3 separate regions of the Ovis aries genome follow, and all the other regions are linked to region 1. A link is a contact called in public Hi-C data. All regions are on one chromosome and are shown on one strand. Each heading gives the region's core, a stretch centred on a gene start, on an enhancer-like site or on the middle of the called end of the contact. The rest is flanking DNA. Distances are from core to core; before and after follow the strand shown. Region 1 holds the start of NFAM1 (NFAT activating protein with ITAM motif 1). Region 2 holds the start of NDUFA6 (NADH:ubiquinone oxidoreductase subunit A6). Region 3 holds the start of SEPTIN3 (septin 3).

The links. A called contact is a pair of places that touch in the nucleus more often than the background predicts.
Region 2: a Hi-C map of hypothalamus shows a contact between it and region 1, with 2.6 times the contacts expected there. The contact joins the promoter of NDUFA6 here to the promoter of NFAM1 in region 1. A contact is called at or near these places in 2 of 16 Hi-C or Micro-C datasets (hypothalamus and tail adipose tissue).
Region 3: a Hi-C map of muscle shows a contact between it and region 1, with 5 times the contacts expected there. The contact joins the promoter of SEPTIN3 here to the promoter of NFAM1 in region 1. A contact is called at or near these places in 4 of 16 Hi-C or Micro-C datasets (hypothalamus, liver, muscle and 1 more).

Annotation. Positions count from the first base shown.
Region 1 is chr3:219,271,393-219,275,387 of ARS-UI_Ramb_v3.0, reverse strand. It overlaps NFAM1 (NFAT activating protein with ITAM motif 1), which reads left to right and starts at 2,448. Exons shown (of 6, transcript XM_027966003.3): 1 at 2,448-2,572. The coding sequence starts at 2,467.
Region 2 is chr3:218,910,209-218,914,162 of ARS-UI_Ramb_v3.0, reverse strand. NDUFA6 (NADH:ubiquinone oxidoreductase subunit A6) reads left to right here and starts at 1,454. Exons shown (of 3, transcript XM_027968166.2): 1 at 1,454-1,607. The coding sequence starts at 1,469. It overlaps LOC132659504 (a long non-coding RNA gene), which reads right to left and starts at 1,263. Exons shown (of 2, transcript XR_009600042.1): 1 at 1,037-1,263.
Region 3 is chr3:218,803,109-218,807,054 of ARS-UI_Ramb_v3.0, reverse strand. SEPTIN3 (septin 3) reads right to left here and starts at 1,709. Exons shown (of 11, transcript XM_042247815.2): 1 at 1-1,709. It overlaps LOC132659642 (a long non-coding RNA gene), which reads left to right. Exons shown (of 2, transcript XR_009600303.1): 2 at 1,430-2,588.

The DNA of each region.
Region 1 (3,995 bases), core at 1,199-3,698:
GAAAAAAAAAAAAGACAAATGGGAGACCCCCAGGAAGGCAAGAGGCTGCAGGCTAGACTCGGGCCCAGAGGTGGCAAAGTTCCTAGGACCCAGGGGCGTGCAGACCCAGGGCGCAGGCAGCACCATTAGGGGACCGCAGGCTCTGTGTTGGTGGTCGCAGGGGTGAGGGGGGCAGAGCGGCCCCAGAGGGGACAGGCAGGGGTCCCTGCTCCGAGGCAGCCTGGCACTCGGCTGCCTCCAGATGCCAAGTCATAAAGAGACTCCTGGAGGCTCAGACCGATGCCTTTATAACGCTCCCTCCGTGCATGGAGGCATTAACATGACGTCTATCACCATGGCATCGAGGTGCTTAGACAACCTGCTCCCCCCAGGAGCTCGGAGACAGCGTGAAGCCGATTATCTGTGTCTCACCGCGACATCTGTGATCATGTATCACGGTGATGGATCCACAGTCAGTACCACTGGGGTCCTGCCACCCCCCAGCCCGCAGAAGTGTCTGCGGTTCATCTGTCTTCCTCACCTGGCGGGCGGGCCCTACTGCCTGCCGTCCTCCCGGTGCTCCTGGAGTTGGTAGGAAACAGCTTTCTGGTTTTCACTGTTCGTGTGCTCAGTGGCTGAGGGGAAAGCATTTAGACCAAGGGCAGAAGCTGGACCCAGTGTTGCCATCCCTGGAGGCCAGTTAGGGATGGGAAGAGAGGCTCTGGCTTCACCCAGCCGGGCTGCCCCTATCATGGGCATATTGCTTTGCCTCTTGGGGGCAGAGTTCGTCAGATTGGGATAAAAGCCTTGATCTTGAGGGTTGATGGGGTACTAGGGGCTTCCTCGGTGGCCCTAGGAGATCCCTCGGTAAGGAATCCGCCTGTAATGCAGGTGATTTGCAGGAGACTCGAGTTTGATCCCTGGGGCCGGGAAGATCCCCTGGAGTGGGGCATGGCCACTCACCCTGGTATTCTTGCCTGGAGAACCCCACGGATGGAGGAGCCCGGTGGGCTGCAGCCTGTGGGGTTAAGAGTCTGACACAATCAACGACAGAGGACCACCCACAATGATGGGGGAAAAGGGAGCGTGTTCAGCTTGTGCTGGAACTCACCACCTTCAGTGCCCCCCGCCTTCCTCTGCGGGCCGGCTGGCTGCTCACCTCCACCCCAGACCCCTTCCCTCTGCCTCTCTGGACAGGCAGGCATGCAGCTGTCCCCCATGCCATCCGGCTCTGCCTGGTGCGGGGCTCCAGAACGCCAGGCCTGCACCGGCTCCCAGTCTGCTGGGGAGAGGGACCCAAGAGGCAGGTAGTCACTGACCTGTGTTGGGGGCCTTTGGAGGGGAGGACAGGGACTGAGGTTCACTCCTGATGGGGAAGCGATTCCTGGGCCTCCTGGTGGCGGAGGGGCAGCACGAGTTTAGGGGAGCGGCAGCAGGTAAGACATCTGAGGAGGGTCTGAGGGGAGGTATCTGCTGGGCCTCTCAGGGGGACCCCCACGGTGGCTGTTGCTGGGCTAAGGAAAGACAGCAGGCTTTTTGGTCTCTGTGAAAGGCTGGAAACTTGGGGCTCTTGCCCACCCCCACCCCCAAATGCCTGTCCCTCCCTCATCCCCCTAGCCCCTTCCACCCCCACATCCCAAACCATCCTCTTTGAGGAGTACCTTGATCCAAGGGGCTCCTGGGCTATTTCCAAGAGGCAGTTTGTGTGAATGGGGTTGGTCCATTGTGTTTTTAGAGTTTCAGGCCTGAGCAGCTAGACCTGCCCTCCTTTGGGCTAGTTTATCCAGCAGAAAAGGGGCTGAGAAGGGGAGAAGCCACCGCCTCAGGGGTGAGGGTGGGGCGGGAACGGGAGGCCTAGCCCCTCTCTGTTTGGCATGTCCTTGTTGCTGTTGTTCAGTCACTGAGTCGTGCCCAGCTCTTTGCGATCCCATGGACTGAAGCATGCCAGGCTTCCCGTCCTTTGCTGTCTCCCAGAGTCTGCTCAAACCCATGTCCATTGAGTCAGTGATATCATCTGACCATCTCATCCTCTGTCACCCCCTTCTCCTCTTGCCCTCAATGTTTCCCAGCATCAGGGTCTTTTGCAATGCGTTATCTCTTCGCATCAGGTGGAGCTTCAGCATCAGTCCTTCCAATGAATATTCAGGGTTGATTTCCTTAAGGATGGACTGGTTGGATCTCCTTGCATTCCAAAGGAAGGTTAAGAGTCTTCTCCAGCACCACAGTTCAAAAGCATCAGTTCTTGGCGCTCCAAGTCACATCTGCACATCTTGGACGGCTGGGAGCCCCAGATCCTCGCCTGGCGGCGTCCTGGCCTGAAACTGTTCCCACCAGGAAAGTCCGGGGTCATTGAGAGGACAAGGCGGTCAACTGAGACCTGGAGGAAGCAGAAGGCCGGCCGGGGAGGAGCCTGTTAAGGACGCCAAGGGCAACCGTGGCTACCAGCAGGCTGTCCCCGCCCGCGACCTAAAGAGGAAGGAGGCCCCGATGGAGAGCTGGCCTCCTCGGCCTAGGGCCCGGCCGGGCCCCCTCCCGGCCCCCGGGCTGCTGGGCTTGATCCTGCTCCCCTGGACCCTGCCGCTGGCAGGCGCAGGTACGCGGTCCTCCCCTCCTCCCGAGCTCTCTGCCTCGCGCACATCACAGCCGCTTTCATCCGCCGCGCGGCTAATTCCCCGGACCCGTCTCCGGGGATTTGCTGGTTGCGTTTGAACATTGCAGACTTCACAGGGGAAGCCTTCGGGGACCAGGAGATGTTTAGCTAATGCCTTGCCGAGGTGGCTTTTGAAGAGGCGGGGCCGAGGCCCCCTCTCGCTGCTGGAACAGCCTCCCTCTCGGCTCCTCCTGACCCCCTGGCCCCTCAGCGAGGTGGGTGGGCGTTGCTGTGGGCTGGGAAGGGGGGCCATCCGGTGGGGTGTGGGATCTCTGGGGAGGGGCAGCTCACCCCCAAGGTATCTGATTGCGGAACCCACGCCTTGAACCTGCCCATTGGTGTTGCAGTTCCCCGTTGGGAGGGGTGGGGCTGAGGGAGGGAGGCCACCGCTGGTCATAGGGCAAGGAGCCTGGGAAGCTGAGGGGATGGATCCAAGCCTGGCCCTAGGATGGGTGGCCTAGGGGCCAGTTCATCCAGACCAGGGAACTCCCAGGAGTGTCCCCCACCAGGGCTGCCCACCCTGGCTCTGGGGTCTCTGAGGCTGTCTCACCTGGGCAGTGCCCACCCTCCTGTAGCCCCAGCCTCTGCCCATCCCGCTGGGCAGGCTGGGTGCAGGCTGGATGCTTCCCTTTTCATTCACCTTGATTTTTATGAGCCTTCTAGGAGCTGCTCCCACCCTTCTGCTCCATCCTCTCCCTTTCACTCATACCATAAGCAATAACAGCTATATTTGTCCATGTATTTTTTAAAAATGTATTTATTTGGCTGCGCTGGGTGTTAGTTGCGACATGCGAGATCTCTAGTTGCAACATGTGAATTCTTAGTTGTGGCATGTGGGATCTAGTTCCCTGACCAGGGAATTAACGCGGGCCCCCTGCTTTGGGAGAGCAGAGTCTTAGCCACTGAACCACCAGGGAGGCTCGACATCTACTCTTATTATCATAAATTAGCCTCTCTGCGCACATAAGCTGGGCTTTACACTTGTACTCAGGCCCCTTCAAGGTACCCTTGGGGTGCTGTTCCCACTGGCACCATGTAAGCACCGAGAAATTGAGGCCCAGCATAGCTGGCCCACAGCCTGGAGGGTGAGTAGAGGCCAGGTTCAGCTCTGAACTGACCCTTAGAAGTGGGCTCCAGGGATCCTCTTGCCTTTCTTTGTAAAGAACATCCTTCACAAAAAATCTACCCCTTTGGGAAGGCAAGACTCAACTGGGTGTACCCACCCCTACCGCAGGCCTGACAGCCCAGCCCCTGTGAGGTCATCTCCTGTGCACCTCACACCCCCCACCCCATCACCAACCACCACCCCCAATTCAAGGAAGGCTGAGGAAATGCAGCTTCTTGGTGACAACGTGTTGAAACTCAT
Region 2 (3,954 bases), core at 205-2,704, 360 kb after region 1:
GGACATGACTGAGCAACTGAACTGAACACTTTACATAAATCTTAACTGTACTACAACTTCTTGAGGCGGGTATTGAAGTTCAAAAGTTCCCATTCTGTTATCCCTTATAACTTACACGTTACATGCTTTCTTTAAACACACGACTCACTTCAATGTACACTAAAAAAATAGCACAAGGGGAGAAATCCAGTTTTTTATCCTTTACAATGGGAAAGACTAGGCTAGATGCAGGTCCATCCCCTATGGTGGCTGAGGTCTCAAAGCCAAGTTCAGCCCTGACTTCTCCTTCCCTAACACTCATAAGGTGTTTGTCAAATGCATTTCCAGAAGAGATAGACAGACTCCAGACGAGATAGATAAGACTCCAGACAGCAGTCAGTCTGGTGCAGAACCTAAAATGGCAAGTAACCTAGCCTGCACCATTTCAGCTTCCTCACCTGTAACATGGGGGTGCTAACAGGACCTACCTGGCCTAGGAGATGAAGGAAGACTAACAATATCTACCCACCGCCTGATATGTTGTTAGCTGTTATTTTTCCTTTTACTCTTCTAGGCTCTCCCCCTGACGTTCAGAGATAGCCTCAGTAGACAAATGTCAGGAAAGGGGCTTCCCCAGCAGTCCAGTGGTTAAGACTTTAAGCTTCCACTATAGGGGCCATTGGTCGGGGAACTGAGACCCCACTGCCACGCAGGCGTGGCTGAAAACTAAATAAATAAATAATAGAAAAATACCAGGAAAAAGAGAGGTACCCAGAATGGACGACCCAAGGTTCCTTCCAGCTCCAAAATTCTGGGCTGTTTTCACAGAATTTCATCCAGAGTTTGGGATGAAAACGTCCCCATCTAAAATGGGAACAGATGATATAAGCTACCTCCCTGGGCTGGGGAGAAGCACAAAGAAGCTCAAGGCCAGGAGAGCGCGTGCACTTCTATACTGAGCTTCGAAAGAGTTGGCTTAAAGGTGGGGAAAAACAGCTGCAGAAAATCTGCAGAGGGGCCAGGCCGACGACACAGCAGCCCAGGCGCCATTATCTACCTCAGGAGGGCCCGTGACCCGAGCGTGGCGAGCTGATATAGAAGCTCCACGAAGCGCGCGCCGATGTACGTTACCACAGCAGCGCCCGGAGCGGCTCGCGGGCGTGATGCAGTGGACGCCGGTCAGCAGGCTCGGGCACTGCCGCCAGTCTGGGCCTGAGCGCCCCCTGTCAGCGCGGTCGGGCAACAGTTAGGACGCCCAACGGCAGGCCGTACGATTCCGCAGGTGAGCATGCGCAGCCTACACCTGCCTGTCTCCACCCAGAGAGAGGGGTTTCCCCGCCAATCAGAGAGCTCTGTATCCGTTTACCCGCCCACCAGTGGCATTTAGGGGCGGGACTTTAAGTTCTAGCCAATGAGAAAAAAGATTCGTACCTCGGCTGCACTTACAGGTTGAAACGGGGTGGAGCTGGGAAGTGATTTTCTCAGCAAGATGGCGGCGAGTGGACTCCGGCAGGCTGCTGTTGCAGCCAGCACCTCGGTGAAGCCTATTTTCAGTCGGGACATGAACGAGGCCAAGCGGAGGGTGCGCGAGCTCTACCGCGCCTGGTATCGGGAGGTGCCGAACACTGGTGAGAGGCAGCGGCTCACGCGGGGCCCGGGAGGCAGCCGCCCAAGGTCGCAGCCGTCCCGGCCTCCCATTTCTGCCGGGCCGAGCTGAGGTCACCAACTTGAGCAGAGGTGATTCCGAGCGCTTCAGGCGAGTAGGGTCACACGAGCCTTGGTGGACCTGACCTGGCGGCTGCGCGGGGGCCATACCAGCCGTGCTGTGGGTCGGAACCGCGTTTCTAGGAGCCCTCGCTGTTTGGCCCCCTAATTCTTCCTGAACCCTTGGGAGGGAGAGCAGGGACTGTCAGTGACACACTTCGTTTTGTAGATGAAGCAGTCGAGGCACTTAGAGTCGAAGTGATCTGTGCACGGCCGAGGGCCCGCCCCTGGTGGATCTGGAGCCCTACTCGAGTTCCTGAATGTATTTACAGATTCCCATTAGGTTATATAAACAGAAGGGTTGTGGGGTTTCAGCGACCACCTGGTTCCCACATCGACCGCAAAGAAACAGTACCAGAGAAGGGAAGTGAGTTTCCCAAGGTCATCCAGAAAGATGGTGGTGCCTTTTCCAGTCCCTCCGGTTTAGGTGGCCTCCTTCTGCAGTCTCCCAGGTCTTTTTACCCAGCTCCACAGGCCCCTAATATTCCTTAGGAACTCCTTTCCCTGCTTGCACCAGAACTCCTGTCTTCACTTAGAGAACCAGTCTGTCCTCCTGAAGGACTTAGACATAAGTTCCCTGGGTTCAGAGAGATTTTGTCTTGGCATCTCCATCAGTGCTGCTGCCCAGTGTCCCTGACCAAAGAAAAGTTGGGCAAAGTGTCAAGGGCAGTACAAATGTCAGGCACTGTCCATATTTTGTAATTGTCTAATCTGACTTACGGTGTTTTAGGGCTTCCCTGCTAGCTCTGTCGATAAAGAATCTGCCTACAATGCTGGAGACCAGGGTTCGATCCCTGGGTTGGAAAGATCCGCTGGAGAAGTGTGTTTTAATGGAGGCCGCCACTGGTGGTTTGAGAGGAGACGTGTTTTTAAATGACCTGAGCACCAGAGCTCTCAGGGTTGCCGCTTCCTTGCCTGTGTGTGAGAAGCAGGAGAATGTAGTTATCTGGACTTGCCTCCAAACCCTGGCCCTTACTAGCTGTGTTACCATGAGCAAGCTATTTCATCTCACTATGCCTCAGTTTCCTCATGTGTAGAATGATAATAGTACCTTCTTCAGACAGTTGCTCTATTAAATAAGTTTATGCATCTAAAGTACTTGGCATAGGGTCTGACATTTAGACACTCCTTAAATGCTGGCAGCTCCTCTTGTCTTGTTATTGTTACTGTTACTGATAGGGCTTACTTTCCATGCAGAACCCAGCTCTTTACTGTATGAGAGCTGTGTCTGCTCCACAGTGTCACTGCCCTCAGGCTGACTTTTTAAGAGGTTTTCAAGGATCAGAATTTAAACTTGAAACCCATAGGATACAAGGAAGGGAGAAACTTGAGTGGTCCGCGGGCTCAGGGACTACAAATTCACAGACCTCCAGGGAACAGATGGATAAGTATAGGGCAGTGACTGTCGCTAGTGTGTGAGGTGGTGTGTGTATTCAAATGCAGATGTTTAGAAAATAGGTTTGCCTGGCAGAACACTTCGTGGGTACCCAAGAATGTTTTCTTGTTGCAGGGAGGACAGGAGGTGGGGAACAAGACCCAGATGACAGGAAGAATACTTTGCAAAGGGTAAAACATCAATGGCTGAACTGAGGCTAGAACCCAGGTATTCAGTTAATTCAGAACCAACACCCTTCAAGACTGTCCCTCAAATACTGTTTGAGAAGATAAGCCCAGAGTCAGGAGGGTCCTGAGAAGAGGAGGAGAAACCAGGGGATTATAGGAGCCTGTAGAGCAGGGGAGATTCCATGTAGTGGGGCCAAGGGGGTGCAGCATCTTTGTGCGGAGGATCAGTAATCTGCAGCTTGTTTGCTCAGGCCTGTGTACGCTGGTGTCATGATATCCACCACAAGATTTCACCTGAGGATCCAAACTAAAGATGGGGAATAAGTAAAAGTATTCATAATAACTAACATTCATTCATATCTAACATTCATCATTGTAATTATTATGTTCAGTTCAGTCGCTCAGTTGTATTCAACTCTTTGCAACCCCATGGACTGCAGCATGCCAGGCTTCCCTGTCCATCACCAACTCCTGGAGCTTACTCAAACTCATGTCCATTGAGTCAGTAATGCCATCCAACCATCTCATCCTCTGTCATTCCCTTCGCCTCCTGCCTTCATCTTTCCCAGCATCAGGGTCTTTTCTAGTGAGTCAGTTCTTCGCATCAGGTGGGCAAAGTACTGGAGTTTCAGCTTCAGCATCAGTCCA
Region 3 (3,946 bases), core at 460-2,959, 470 kb after region 1:
GGCCTCCCTGTCCATCACCAACTCCCAGAGCTTACTCAAACTCCTGTCCATCGAGTCAGTGATGCCATCCAACCATCTCACCCTCTGTCGTCCCCTTCTCCTCCCGCCTTCAGTCTTCCCCAGCATCAGGGCCTTTTCCAATGAGTCATAGGAATAGTCATAATAATTGTGGTGCTAATGATAGCTGCCGTTTACTGAACACTTACTATGGACCAGCACTGCCTCAGGGCTGGGAAGGAGCACGCAGCCTGCTCAGACAGCTGATGTAAACAATCCTTACAGGAACTGTAGCGTGGTGACAGCGGACACTGAGCACTGACCCGAGCCAGGAGCTAGACTCAGCATTCTTCCGGCATCCCCTGCTTTCTCCTGATGAGGACACGGTGGCCCACACCATGCTGTGTGGTCTGGTCCATTTTCCCATGTGTCGCTCTCCTTAGCCAGCGAGCTTCTGGAGCCGCACTGGCCTACAGAACTTTCTGCGATAATGGGAGCGTTCTATATCTGTGCTGTCCAATGTGATGGCCGCTGACCACACGCGGCTCGTGAGCACTTACCATGTGGCTACAGCGAACACGGAACTGAATGTTTATTTCATTTTAATTTATGGTTATCATATTGGACAGCATAGTTCTGAAGGGCCCAGATTTTATTCTTCTCTGAGTCTTCCCCCAGGGCCTGGCAAGGATTAGCCTCTTAAGTTTCTGTAGAATGAATGAATGAAAGACAAAAAATGATTCAGTGAGTGGTGGATACGTGGACCTAGGAACTGTCCCTCTTCTTATCCATTCTCTCCTCCTCCAGCTTTAGGTTTTCAAACTTGGCTGTTCCTGGGTTGCCAGGGCAACCTGCTGGAAGGTTGGGTGGGGGAGGGGATCTGCCTGGAGTTCTCTCCCCTTCTCCCCTGCCTTTGAGGCCTGAGGACCAGCCTGGTTCCTGGAAGAACAGACGAGGCTGGGGGAGGGGCTGGCACAGCTCTTTCTGGATTGTGTTGTGCTGGGGGGGGGAGCTTTTACCGCCCACCCCACTGGATCGCATCATCTCTGAGCTGGAGTCGGGGGTCTTAGCTTCTCTCCTCTCTTCGGCCAGTGACTCAGTGTGTAGCTTCTATCAGATCTCTTGTCCATCTGGGCCTCAAGTTGCCTTTTCAAATAGGGACCAGATGCCTTCATGTGGCCTCTTGAAGGTCTAGAACTCCTCCATCTTGCTCCATGCCAGAATGTTAGGGCCTTGAAAGCAAGGTATGAGTCTTGTTCATCTCGGTATTCCTACTGCCCATCTTCCCCAGCTCTCTCTTCCATTCTGGGGGGCCTAGAGAAAACTGCTACTGCTAAGTCACAACTGCCTGTCCTGTGATTGCAAACTTGTGTTCAGCTGCCCCCTAGTGGCCCAAAGTGGCAATGACCACCCGCCTTGTGTCTGTACCCAGGTTTCTTTACCGCCAAAGGAAAGATTGACAGGTCTGAAAGTGGCCTCAAAGGACAGACCTCCACCCAAGCAAAAAATCCTCGTGGTAGCCTCCCAGACAAGTGACTCGAGCTCTAGAGTCTCCAACCTGGGTGTGTTACAGCTGTGCGATTTTGAACAAGTTGATCTCTGTGAGCTCCTGTTTCTTCATCTGTGAACTGGAAATTGTATCAATCAAGACGGGTTAAATTATGTCGCAGTCACAAACAATTCCAAAATCTCAATGGCTTGTAATATGGAATGCTTGTTTCTGATTCATGCCTCGTGTCCACTGCCGTTTGGCTCTGCTCCATGTCATCTCGGGGACCCAGGCTGATGGAGCAGCCACCTTCTGGAGCTGGGCTAGTCATTGAGGCAGAAGGCAGGAGACACTGGTGAGGCATGCACTAGCTATGAAATGCATTGGCCTGGACTTTTCCGATCACAACTCACTGGCAAGAACTAGTTGAATTGTCCCAGCCATCACAAGGAAGCAAGGAGATTAACCCTACCGTGTGCAAGAACTGAGCAGAACTGGCCCACACGCACGGCTGTGAGGATGCAGTGAGAGGTGCCAACACATTAACCATCATACAATGAATTCAGGCCTCTGCCACTGAAATGACTGTCTTGGGGACTTCCCTGGTGGTCTAGTGGTTAAGACCTCGCCTTCCCGTGCAAGGGGTGTGGGTTTAATGCCCGACTGAGGAGCTAAGATCCCATGTGCCTTGTGGCCAAAAAACCAAAACATAAAACGGAAACAATATTGTAACAAAGTAAAGACTTCACAAAACAGTTTACATCAAAAAAAAAAAAAAACCTCTTTAAAAAAGGAAATGCTGCTGCTGCTGCTAAATCGCTTCAGTTGTGTCCGACTCTGTGTGACCCCATAGATGGCAGCCCATTAGGCTCCCCCGTCCCTGGGATTCTCCAGGCAAGAACACTGGAGTGCGTTGCCATTTCCTTCTCCAATGCATGAAAGTGAAAAGTGAGAATGAAGTCGCTCAGTCGTGTCGGACTCTTAGAGACCCCGTGGACTGCAGCCTACCAGGCTCCTCCATCCATGGGATTTTCCAGACAAGAGTACTGGAGTGGGGTGCCATTGCCTTCTCCGAAAAAAAAAAGAAAAAAAAAGGAAATAATTGCTCGTAATTCTGATTTCTTCTTTTATTTACCCTTGTGTTTTCCAGGGACCTCTGCATCAATTCCAGTTGTTTACAGCTGCAGATACAGAGAGGGTAGTGGACTTGCCAGGCTTTACCCAATGAACGAGTAGCTGGACACCCACATCTCCAGGGCTCCAAACTCTGAGCCCTGCGTCCTTCACTTGATGGGGTGTAGGAGAAGGGGCTTTGTGTTCCCAGGGTTCTTGGTAAGGATGCTGGCTGACCGTGTGATGATCTTTTGTGGGGTGGGGGGTGGGGGTAGTTGCCACCCTCCTCCCAAAGCTGGTCCCTCAAACCTTCCCAAGGCCGGCTCGTTCAGTCCGAGTGGAGAGCGAGGGGGTAGAACAATGAGCAGCCTATGCCTTCCCCCGGGGCCAGAGTCCGAACATTGCAGCCAAGCCTACGCAGGGACCCTGCACATTCCCGCCTCCTGTCCTGGGCCCAGCCCAGTCACACCCACCATTTCCTGACAGCAATCAGATGGTGGGAAAGGAGAGCTCCCAGGGCTCTTCAAAACCTCCCTTACTTTTAAAACCTGCATAACAACCTGACCTCCAAGAAGCCTCCAAGCCTCTCTAAAATCTTTGTCTCTCAGCAGCTGGGCTGTCTCTGGCAAGACAGAGAGACAGGTGCCATTCATCCAACAAGCATGATGCCTCATGCCAGCTCTCCACAGACATGTGCCCAAAATCACAGCACAAGACTGGGGCCAAAACAGGGAAAGCTGCTGGTGGGGTCAGGGAAGGCTTCCTGGAGGAGGTGGCAACTAGAGAGTGATCAGGTTCTCCCCCTGGACCTAAGCCTTACTTGAAACACAACTTTTGGCTTGTTCAGGCTCCTCTCCCACCACTTAAGGCACTGGTATTCTGTGCTGGGACCACGTGACACCCCTCACAATCCTCAAAAAGGACTGGGTCCTCCCTAACCTCCACGGCTTTGCGCTTGCCAGCTCCTCTTCTCTTTACAGGGAAAACTCTTATTCAGCCTTCAAAACCCACATCAGCAGTCATATCCTCCTTGATAAACCCCTTCCTGGGATTCAGTTCTCTTTTCAGTTTCTTACACATCCTTCTCTTGCTACAGTTACAGTTGTTCTCTGATCACATATCCATCTGGCCCTCCAGTCTGGGAGTTCCTTTGATTGGGAGATTATCTCTTCTTTGTCTTTGAATTCTTGGTGCCAGGAGCAGGTGTGTGACACGCCTCTGCGGGGTTCAGGAGAAGAGCTGTATTCTGCATACCATTCATACACTGCTTTCTTGCCAACTGTCTCCTTTGACATTTGCCACAACCCAGTGAGGCAGGCAGGGCAGGAGCGGTATACAAACAGCCAG